2 separate regions of the Cricetulus griseus genome follow, and region 1 is linked to region 2. Evidence: chromatin contacts called from public Hi-C data. All regions are on one chromosome and are shown on one strand. The core of a region is the stretch at or near the end of the contact, and the rest is flanking DNA. Distances in the headings are between cores, read along the strand shown. Region 1 overlaps LOC113835924 (mRNA decay activator protein ZFP36L2). Region 2 overlaps LOC103160769 (a long non-coding RNA gene).

Evidence for each region. Hi-C and Micro-C count contacts between places; a contact is called where the count stands out from the background.
Region 1: a Hi-C map of the CHO-K1 cell line shows a contact between it and region 2, with 6 times the contacts expected there. The contact joins two enhancer-like sites. A contact is called at or near these places in 6 of 8 Hi-C or Micro-C datasets (the CHK-Q cell line, the CHL-YN cell line, the CHO-K1 cell line and 2 more).

Annotation. Positions count from the first base shown.
Region 1 is chr5:85,805,527-85,810,248 of CriGri-PICRH-1.0, forward strand. It overlaps LOC113835924 (mRNA decay activator protein ZFP36L2), which reads right to left. Exons shown (of 2, transcript XM_027417931.2): 2 at 4,269-4,722. The coding sequence ends at 4,421. Among named protein-coding and RNA genes, the nearest start is that of Thada, 300 kb to the right of the region's middle. Within about 2 kb of position 2,200, at least 5 of the 6 cell types and tissues checked have open chromatin away from gene starts, as enhancers often do. A contact at or near this core is called in the CHO-K1 cell line and fibroblasts, where this site is marked.
Region 2 is chr5:85,735,782-85,740,314 of CriGri-PICRH-1.0, forward strand. All of the region lies in intron 1 of LOC103160769 (a long non-coding RNA gene), which reads right to left. Among named protein-coding and RNA genes, the nearest start is that of Trnai-uau, 260 kb to the left of the region's middle. Within about 2 kb of position 2,825, at least 2 of the 6 cell types and tissues checked have open chromatin away from gene starts, as enhancers often do. A contact at or near this core is called in the CHO-K1 cell line and fibroblasts, where this site is marked.

The DNA of each region.
Region 1 (4,722 bases), core at 950-3,449, 69 kb after region 2:
AGGCAGGAGGGATCTCTGTGAATTGGAGGCCAGCCTGGTCTACAGAGTGAGTTCCAGGGCAGCCAGGGTTACGTGGAGAAACCTTGTCTGGAAAAACAACATAAAAAAAGAACTGCCCTGAATGTCTAATGTTCACAGCATCCTCCAGGATAGTAAATACAATGAAACGAGATTACAGCTGGGCGTTGTAGGGCACACCTGTAGTCCCGACTCAGCTGGAGGCTGAGGCAGGAGGATCTGCAGTTAGAAAGGACCCTGTCTTGCAAACAAACATGAGCTTGACTGGCCTCAGTCCAACAGCTGGTCAGCCTGAAAGGGCTGCAGAGACCCAACTTCCGGTTTAGACAAAACAAACAAACAAACAAACAAAAAAACACAAAAAAACCTTGGGTGCAAGTCACATCTGCCTTCATTTGTCCCTGCAAGCAAAGCTGGAGGACGGAGAGTGGTGGTGTCTGCAGGTGGGTTTCTTCCTGAGGTTTAATGTTTTCCAGCAGGCTCTCTGTAGAAACCCACCAGAGGATTCCCTGAGAACCCTCCCTCAGGAGCAGACCTGGCAGTCAAGAGCCTGGCTTACCATCCTTCCTGCACCAAGGGCCTTCCAGGCCTGCTCACGTTCCTCTGTGTCTCCACACAGGGCTCCTCAATTGTGTGCTCACTTGTCTTTTACACCCCTAGCAGGAGACCCAGGCAGTGGGATCCATATTGCGCACACCTTTCTGAAATCGTTTATAAGGTGGGGCACACTAGTCGGGTTGTTTCAAAATCACCCCAGCCTCCAAGCAGTCAGTTGGAAGACCTCTTTGAACAACCACAGTTGCCCATGGAAGGTCCTATCTAGACTCAGCCCGGAGCCTCCACAGTGCAGCCCTGTGGTGGCTAATCCTACTTTGCCCTTACTTCCAAGTTCTCCTCCTATATCATGGATTTACAAAAAAAAAACCAAAAAAACAAAAAACAAAAAACTAAAACCAGTCTCAGGGTGGGATCAAGGACAGGCTGTTTTCTGTTTATTCTGGTGGCTGCGGAGGCACAATGACCCAGAGCCTCCAATGATGTATGTATGGGTGAGAGAACTTCTGAATGACCACCTACCTCCCCGCATGCATCTCAAACACAAACTGTCAGAGCCTAGCTTTCAGGCTTTCAAATGGCTGAAAGTTTTTAAAAAATGAATGTGGCTTACCCCAAAGAGAAGCCCAACATTCCAGCTGCTCAAAAGTGCTTGTTTGGAAAAAAATAAATTTGGGAATGAAGTGGAAACAAGGTCTTTGAAACGCAGCCGGGCCTAAACAGCTCCACAGTGGAGCCGTCTCCTCCCCATTGCAAATTCTTTATGGCCAAGAGGCCAGAGAGCTGCAGGGGCTTCACCCAACCTCAGGGCTTCTTGGCCTCCAGCTCCCTCCGCCCCCAAGGCCTAACATCTGGGAGAACTTTGAAACTGTTCCCCACTCTGGCAGCAAGCACTGAAAAAAAAAAAAAAAAAAAAAAAAAAAAAAGGCTTTGCACACCAACTCCATCGCCTTAACTAGAAACAGCTGCCCAGCCTGGCGCATCCCTCAGACACCCCCACCACCGTTCCTGCTCAGCTGTGAGTCACAGGAGACCCTGGCCAAGGCCGGGGTAGCCAGAGAGGGGGCAAGGATTGGTTGAGAGCCCAGCTGCTATTGATAAGGAAGCACACAGTTGCTGGACCTCCTGTCTAGGTTGGAAAAGGTGTCTGAACTGTGCGAATGGGAGAGGGGGGCAGAAAAGTAATTGTCTTAGGAGTTTAAAAGTGATTTAAAACCAGCTGGGAGAAAACAACAAAAAACAATGCACAAGACTGTAGTTTATGACGGAGAACCAGGCAAAGCAAGGCAGTCTTTTTTCCTTTCGGTAGAAGCCCGGTTGAATTTGCTTTCTGGCCTCCTCAGCCTTCCTTTTGCATAAATAGCCTGAATGTGCTCGTTCCCAGAGGAAGTTGTCTGTGTAAACAAACATCACCCAGATAGAAGTTTAACCCGCTTAATCTCCCTCCCTCTCTCTCTCTGAACAAGGACATAACCCAGCTACCCAAAGTCCAAGCAAAACCCTGGACTCCCAACGCCTGGGCCAGACCTCCACCAGCCAGCTCCCGTCAAGGCTACAGGCCCCGGTCAGGCAGGCATCCCAGAGAAAAATCGGACTTTCAGCTGCCAGAGCAGCCACGTGATCCACTGGGTGACTCACAGGCCGGCCACACCCCTTGCGGTCTCCCGCCAGGCCCTGCCACCAGCCAGTCAGCCAACACTGGGATGCATCTCATTACCAAAGGGAACAGCTAACAAATACCCCTGACAGCCAAATAATTAGTTTCTTTCAGCTGAGAGGACTTGCTAGAAAATAAATACAGGTAACAAGTGGATGCAGGCTCTTGAGCGATCTGTCAGCTCCCCACACCCCTTCCCAGACCTGCTGAGGAGGCCCCGGGGAAGCCAGGAAAGGAGACCCAGTTTTAAAAAGAACACTCCCTTCTCTCTCAGGAAAATTTTTTTCCAAAAAATTTTATTGGGGGGGAAAACTACAAAACATTTACAGTACAATGTTTACAGTCACAATTTGTAGTGAACTGATTCCCCAAAAATATATTACAACTCAAGTTGACTTATCTTGTTACATTCAAAAAAGAACCTACTGTGTCAAAGTAGTCCAGAATACACACACTCGGTGCTCCAACTGTACCCTACATACAAAACTAAGCGCCTGCTCACTCATCTGCCATCCAGGAAGGCCTGGGAGGGACATTCCTGCCTTTTTACATCGAAAAGTCATAGTACAAGTTTCGGACTGTTATGAAACAAGGCATATTCATGTTCTACAGACCATTTTCAGCACTAAGATGGCCCTCTTCACTTTATAGCTATATATATAAAAAAAAAAGTGGTAAAAAAATCTCGTTTTGTGCAGGTTAACCCATCTGGCATTCAAATTCGCTCAAGCACTAATGAAATACTTATTTGGTTGAGGAAGATTTAAGGCAAGTTCGGGCCCCATGAAGGCACTGAGACCATTATTTCCCCGTTATTGCTACATGTCTTTATACTCAATGTCACAGTAGAGCTGGTGGAATCAGCATTTTTGTTTTTTTGTTTTCTCTTGCTGGTTTATAAGGCTGGGACTAGACAAGCATGCCACATGTGAGCCGGACTGCAGAGTATGTGGTCATTCTTTTTCTCTCTTTAAAGCTGGGTGGGCCACAACCATTATACATTCTAAGTAAGAAAAGACTCAAAATGTTCCTCAAACTACTTCCACAGCATCAAGATAGATAGATTTCTGTAAAGAAACCATGCAATCTTTCGAAATTTACGTAAACAAGGAAAGAAATTAATGAAATAAATATTACATACAATCTCTTAAATTAAGATTTTTTCTTACTCATTTACAATAAAATAACCAAGTGAAGTTACAAAAGGCATATATTACTGTGAAAAGAACATACACTCCACATTTTGCCGATTAATAATGGCAATTATAATTTAACATAATAAAAGAATATATATCTATTGCTTTTCATCATACTCGATAAATACAGTATGAACAAACATCCTCAATGTATACTTTTCACAAGATAATAAATAAGTTAAATAGGTTTATTTTTTTCATATTGAGTTGTGGTGCGAATCAACTCAAAACAGCTAAAAATGAAGCACTTATTTCCCAACAATTATGAACTGAGCTCTGCTCAAGGCTTCCAGAGAGCAGAGGGAATGTTTCTAAGCTAAACACTCACTAAACGGTGGCAATGAGACCAGTATCAGACTTTGGAATGCAAGGGTACCCCCCCACCCCCCAAACATATAACTTCGTTAAAAAACAAAAACAAGGACAACAACCGCGACAAACCCGGCTGAAGGCTACTCGTTTCAAGGCATGTTCTTGGCATTACATTGAACTCTAAAAGCTTATTAAGGGGAGGTGGCAGCCGGCTGGCTCACACTGGTCTGAGACAAGTTAGGAACCCCCTTCCAAGGTAAGAGTTCTCACATCTGGACTGTAACTAAGGCTTTCAAGTGAAAGAAGAGATGGAATGGTGGTTTTAGCTGCTGGTGCTGGGCTGGTTTTTTATTCTTCTTTATAAACTAGAGTTTCAAAACTCATCTGAGACCTAAACAAGTGTTTGGTATCTTTTGTTCTATCGCATCACAACTGCCCGTTGTGACTATTTTGTTCATCCTTACAAAAAGTTCGTTGGCTTTTATTTCAACAAGAACGAAAACTCTGCAATAATAATAATAATAAAAAAATAATAATAGAAAAAAAACCGAAAGGGAAGGGGCGGGGCCCCCTCCCGGCATAGTTCGAGTCCAAGTGCTCGGCTGGGGGCCTTCGGCAGTGTCACCCCTCCCCGGTGCCCCCCCTGCAGCCTCTCCCAAACCCTCGCGGGCGCCCCCTTGCCTCAGTCGTCGGAGATGGAGAGGCGGCTGAAGATGGGCAGGCGGCGGCCGGGGTCCAGGCTGGGGGACTCGGAGCCGCTGAGGCTGCCCGAGCTCAGCGAGCCGCTCAGGTAGCTGTCGCGGTCCGACAGCGAGTCCGGGGGACTGGGGGGCGCGTCGAACACGGGCGACTCGGACAGACGGCGCGGCAGCTGGAAGCCGAAGGGCGGCGAGGGAGGCGCGGGGGCCGCGGGCGGCTGCGCGGGGGGCGGCGCGGGCCCCGCCAGGCCCTGCTGCTGGCTGCGGTAGTAGGCGGCGGCCGCGG
Region 2 (4,533 bases), core at 1,575-4,074:
GGTGAAGAGAGAGAGAAGCCTGGTCTGTGGCCAAGGCCATGGCTGAGTTTGTGGCTGAGGAGGGCACCACTGAGGAGGGAGGGGAGAGGAGCCTAAGGAAGGAGCATATCAGGTCAGCTAGCTGTCTCTAGTTGGAGGCCTTCCTGGAGGGACGGCAGTGTGCTTCCCAGCAGCCTGAACAAAGGCAAAGAGTTAAGCCACACCAGCCATTTCACACCTGGCTTGCTTATGCCCAACAACATCAGAGTCCAGCTAGAGAGGAAGGCAGGGGCTGCCAGGACAATGGGCACCCTATACCTGCGAAGGGACACCAGGAGATAAGTGGGTTCCACTGGCCATTCTTGGAGATGCTGACCTAGGGAAGACATAGGAGTTGGACCTGGTAGCACACATGTGTTTGTTATTTTTCCTTATTCCAGAGCCTGAAGCAGGAGGACCTTGAGTTCTAGGCTAGCCTGGGCTATCTGAAACCCTGCTTTAGAAGATCAAACCGAGAGACAAAAAAGCACCACAACAAAAAGAGGGCTATGGGTGTCACTTATTCGTAGGGTGTTTGCCTGACATGTTCAGGGTCCTGAGTTCAATTCCCAGTTCCAGGGAAAAAAAGATAACAGGATGAGAAAGAAAGACAAAGCCACTAGATGTTAAATTAAATTGTCTGAAGGGATGATTAATTGGGCCTGTAACCCCAGCTCTGGGGACTGACACATGAAGAGAATTCCCAGTTCCAGGCAAGCTTGGACTACACGGTGAGACATTGCCCGCCCCCCAAATATGACTAATCAGATGTGGTAGATGGAAGATGGGGGTGCAGAGTGAAAGCTGCCAGGAGGTAATGGAGGAGTGTGACTCTGAACCAAGACCTAGCATCCAAGTAGAGGAATGAGCTGGGAAGAGATTGCCAAATTCAGTCTGGAAGACTCGACTAAATACATGTGGACTTAGAAACTGGTGGTGAGTATTGAACACAGGGATAAAGAGGGCTGGGCTGGTGAGACTAAAAGAGCTTATTGCCAAGGCTAATGACCTGAGTTTGGTCCCCAGAACCCGCATGGTAGAAGGAGAGAGCCAACTCATACAAGCTGTCCTCTGACCTCCATACACCCACCATTGCTTGTACACACACACACACACACACACACACACACACACACACACACACACACTAAAACAAATGTTATTGTTTACTAAGCAAGGGGAATGAATTCAAAGGACTAGGCAAAGCCAGGGTGTACTCTCTCCAACAAAGACAATTGGGGTTGAGTTGAGTAGAATTAGAACCGGGTCTGAATGTGAAACCAAGGAAGGAAGTACAACAGTAAGAACCCCCAGGAGACCTGGCTAGGCTATGCCCTAGAGTTTGAAAAGGGATGAGGAGGCCTACGAAGACCACAGGCAGAGCTTGGCAATGATGACAAAATCTGAAAGTGTGTACCTCTCCAGGAGCTTTAATGAGAATGCAACACCGGTCAGAAAGGGGACCCAAGACCTCTGAGACCAGGCCTAATCAGCTGGCCTTAACCCAACTAAGGAGTAGGCTCTTTTATTCTCTGAAATTCCTCCTGCCACCCTCTTTCCTGCCCAGGATTCAACCTCTCTGTATTATGACAATGCTTGCTTAGCAGTGGCCCTGTGTGACCAACAAGCTCTGGAGTCAAGGAAGCTGCAGTGAGTCAAGCCAGTGCCCTGTGAGCAACAGGAGAAGGGAGATGGGGCTGAGCAAAGCTGCAGGCTCCCAGGGCCTGGCTCTGATGCACCAGGCCCCTCTTGGGCTCTGTTTCTCATTTGATGGTAAAGATGTGACCTTAGTGGTGGGGTCCTCTTACTTTGTGGCTTCCTTTCTTTTTCTCTCTAAGGAACCGTTTCCTTTGGTCAGATAACTAGAGGGAAAGTGGATGCTGCTTAAAAGCCTGTACTTGAGGAGCTGTCTCATGAGGTCCCAGAGAGTGACTTGTAGGGTGACATTTCTCCCTGCCTGTCCACTCATGTTCCCTCTGCCTCCTTGGCCTGGCAAGCTTGGACAGCCTCCTGGCAAAGGGGGCCAGCCTCTCGAGAGACTCTTGGTCTCCTCTTGCTATCCACTCCAAGGACAGGGAAGATGGAGGTGGACCCACCCTTCCATCCTGCCTTGGCAATGGAGCCCATGTGGTCCTGGCCACCCCAGCCCCTGCTCTCCTGATCTTCTGACACCTTCCAGTGGCCCTGATCGCAGGTCAGCATTGGAAACAATGACGAGGCAAAGGAGGATATAGGGAGATACAGGGATGACCTCAGCTCACAGGGCTGCCAGGTCCACATGGGCATTAGGGGCAACAGACGGTCCCCAGTAGAGTGATTGTGCAAAGCTGCACAAAGGCCAGCAGGGTGCCACAGTCTGGGCCTAAGTGAGCTAGGAGGCCCAATGACTTCATCCCAGAAGCTCCAAGACTGCCAGGCCAGCAATAGGCAAAACTCGAGGAGCCCAGGCCACAAGGTGTGGGATTCAGGACTTCTATCCAAGAATGCAGTTGGGCATCCTTCCTGGGAGATACCTGGCTGAGGAAAGAGAGGGAGCAAGCATGGGTGGGGGTGGGGGTGGGGAACTCCATCTTGGTAGCATAACCCTGTAGGTAGACTGGGGACCTGTACAGCAAACCCAGGACTGAGGAGCTGAGCCTCCTGAGGCCCTGGACTGAGCCTCTCAAGGCCCCCGTGCAGCTGCCCAGGTGACTTCTGACAAGAGCCTTACAGGCAATGCTCCCAGAATGAGAAGACAGAGGTGGGTGATGTCACCCAGGAATGAAGCAAGCAAGGCTACTGATAACATCGGCAGCCAGGCTCACTGTGGGCAAGGTGACTCATCGGGAGACAGCCGCAGCCACCAGGCCATTGTTGTTGTGCCCAGTCAGTAGGGCTGGGAGGGGTGGCTCCTGCAGCTGGGACAGGTCCCTACTGAGGCCTCTGTTTGGTGAGACCTCAGAACACAGTGTCCCCAGCCTTCAGCACCCTACCACCTCAGGAAATAACCCTCCCCACAGCGGTTGCCACTATCTTGGTCCCCAGCATTCGGTGGGTGTCTGTGGGGTGTGCCGGGTGATTTCCCTACCCTCCTGCTAAGCACAACAGGCACCAGAGATTGCTAACAGCACGCCAGTTGCTCCCCCTGGGTTGGACAACCGTCTTTGAAGACAACACCGGATGGTAAACTGCTAGCCATGACCACGTGGCAACCTCGTGGAAGGTACAGCCTGTTCCTCCTGCTAAAGACACCCCTAAGCCTGCCCCCAATCCATGCATTCAAGTCACCTCAGAGCCTGCCGAGGACAATACCATGTACTGTTGTTATCCATGTTGAAAAATGAACCTCATCTCTGAGGTCTCTGTTGTCACAGCACATGACTATCCGTGGTGGCCCTGTCCTTCTCTTTTCTGAAGTACTTCTTGTTCCCCTCAGCTGTGTAGAATTATCCGTTTGGCTTGCCCTTGGTAACTTCACCCTCCCACTGAACTTTCCCCCACTCAGCCTTCTTCTACCTGACTTTCTTCATTCATTCCTTTATCCATCCCATAAAAGAACAGCTGAGTTTATGCTGGGTGCCCTTCTAAACAAGGGACCAGATAGACTGGGACCTCCAAAGGTCACGTTCTGGCTGGGGAATAAATACATAAAAAGCAGATCAACTGGATGCAGAAACTAAGTAGGCAGCCCTGGTGGCACAGGCCTGTGAGTCCAGCTATCTGGGAAGCTGAGGCAGGAGAATGGAAAGTTCAGGTCCTGCCAGGGCTATAGAGTGAGTTCAAGGCCAGCCTGAGCAACCTATGGAAAACTTGTTTCCAAAAGAAAACATACAAAAGAGCTGGGGTGCAGGTTTAATCCCTACACTTAGGAGGCAGAGGACACCTGATATCTGGATCACAATCTCCAGGCTAGTCTGGACTACACAGTGAGGCCCTGCCTCAAAAGAAAAAGCAACAACACAAAGAAAAAATAAAATAAGAAAGGAAACAAACAAACAAAAGAAAGCAAGGAAATACTGCTTAATGGCAGAGTGCTCACTTGCCTAACATGTGAGCTGCCCTGAGTGCAAACCCCAATGCTGAAGAAAGCAAACTGGGCCAAAGACTGTAGGTAATAGTAGAAGCCAGGCAGAGGGCAGGTGGAAGGCCTTGTTGCAGCTGGGGCTTTCTGAGGAGAGCCCTGGAGGCAGTGGGGAAAGGGGGGGAGCTTTCCCAGCAAAGCCCATCCCATCAGGCTCCCTTGCCAAGGAACATTCTCCACCCCAGAGAGGTACTGCCAGGAGAGCCCACGGCATGGCCTGGGGCACCTGCTTCCTTCTTAACAAACAGGCAGCCTCCCAGGACGAATGAACTCTCCCACCCCTCCATACACCCCAGCTAGCAGGAGGCCGGCAGGAGCCAGGGCAGGCAGGGGTCAGGAAGGCCTGGTCTGCCACCTGTAAGTTACACTATCTCAGGAAGGTTCCCTAGCTTCACTGAAATGTCTTCCTATAAAGGACAAGGTGGCAAAGAGGCTCAAATGAAGGCGTGGCTATG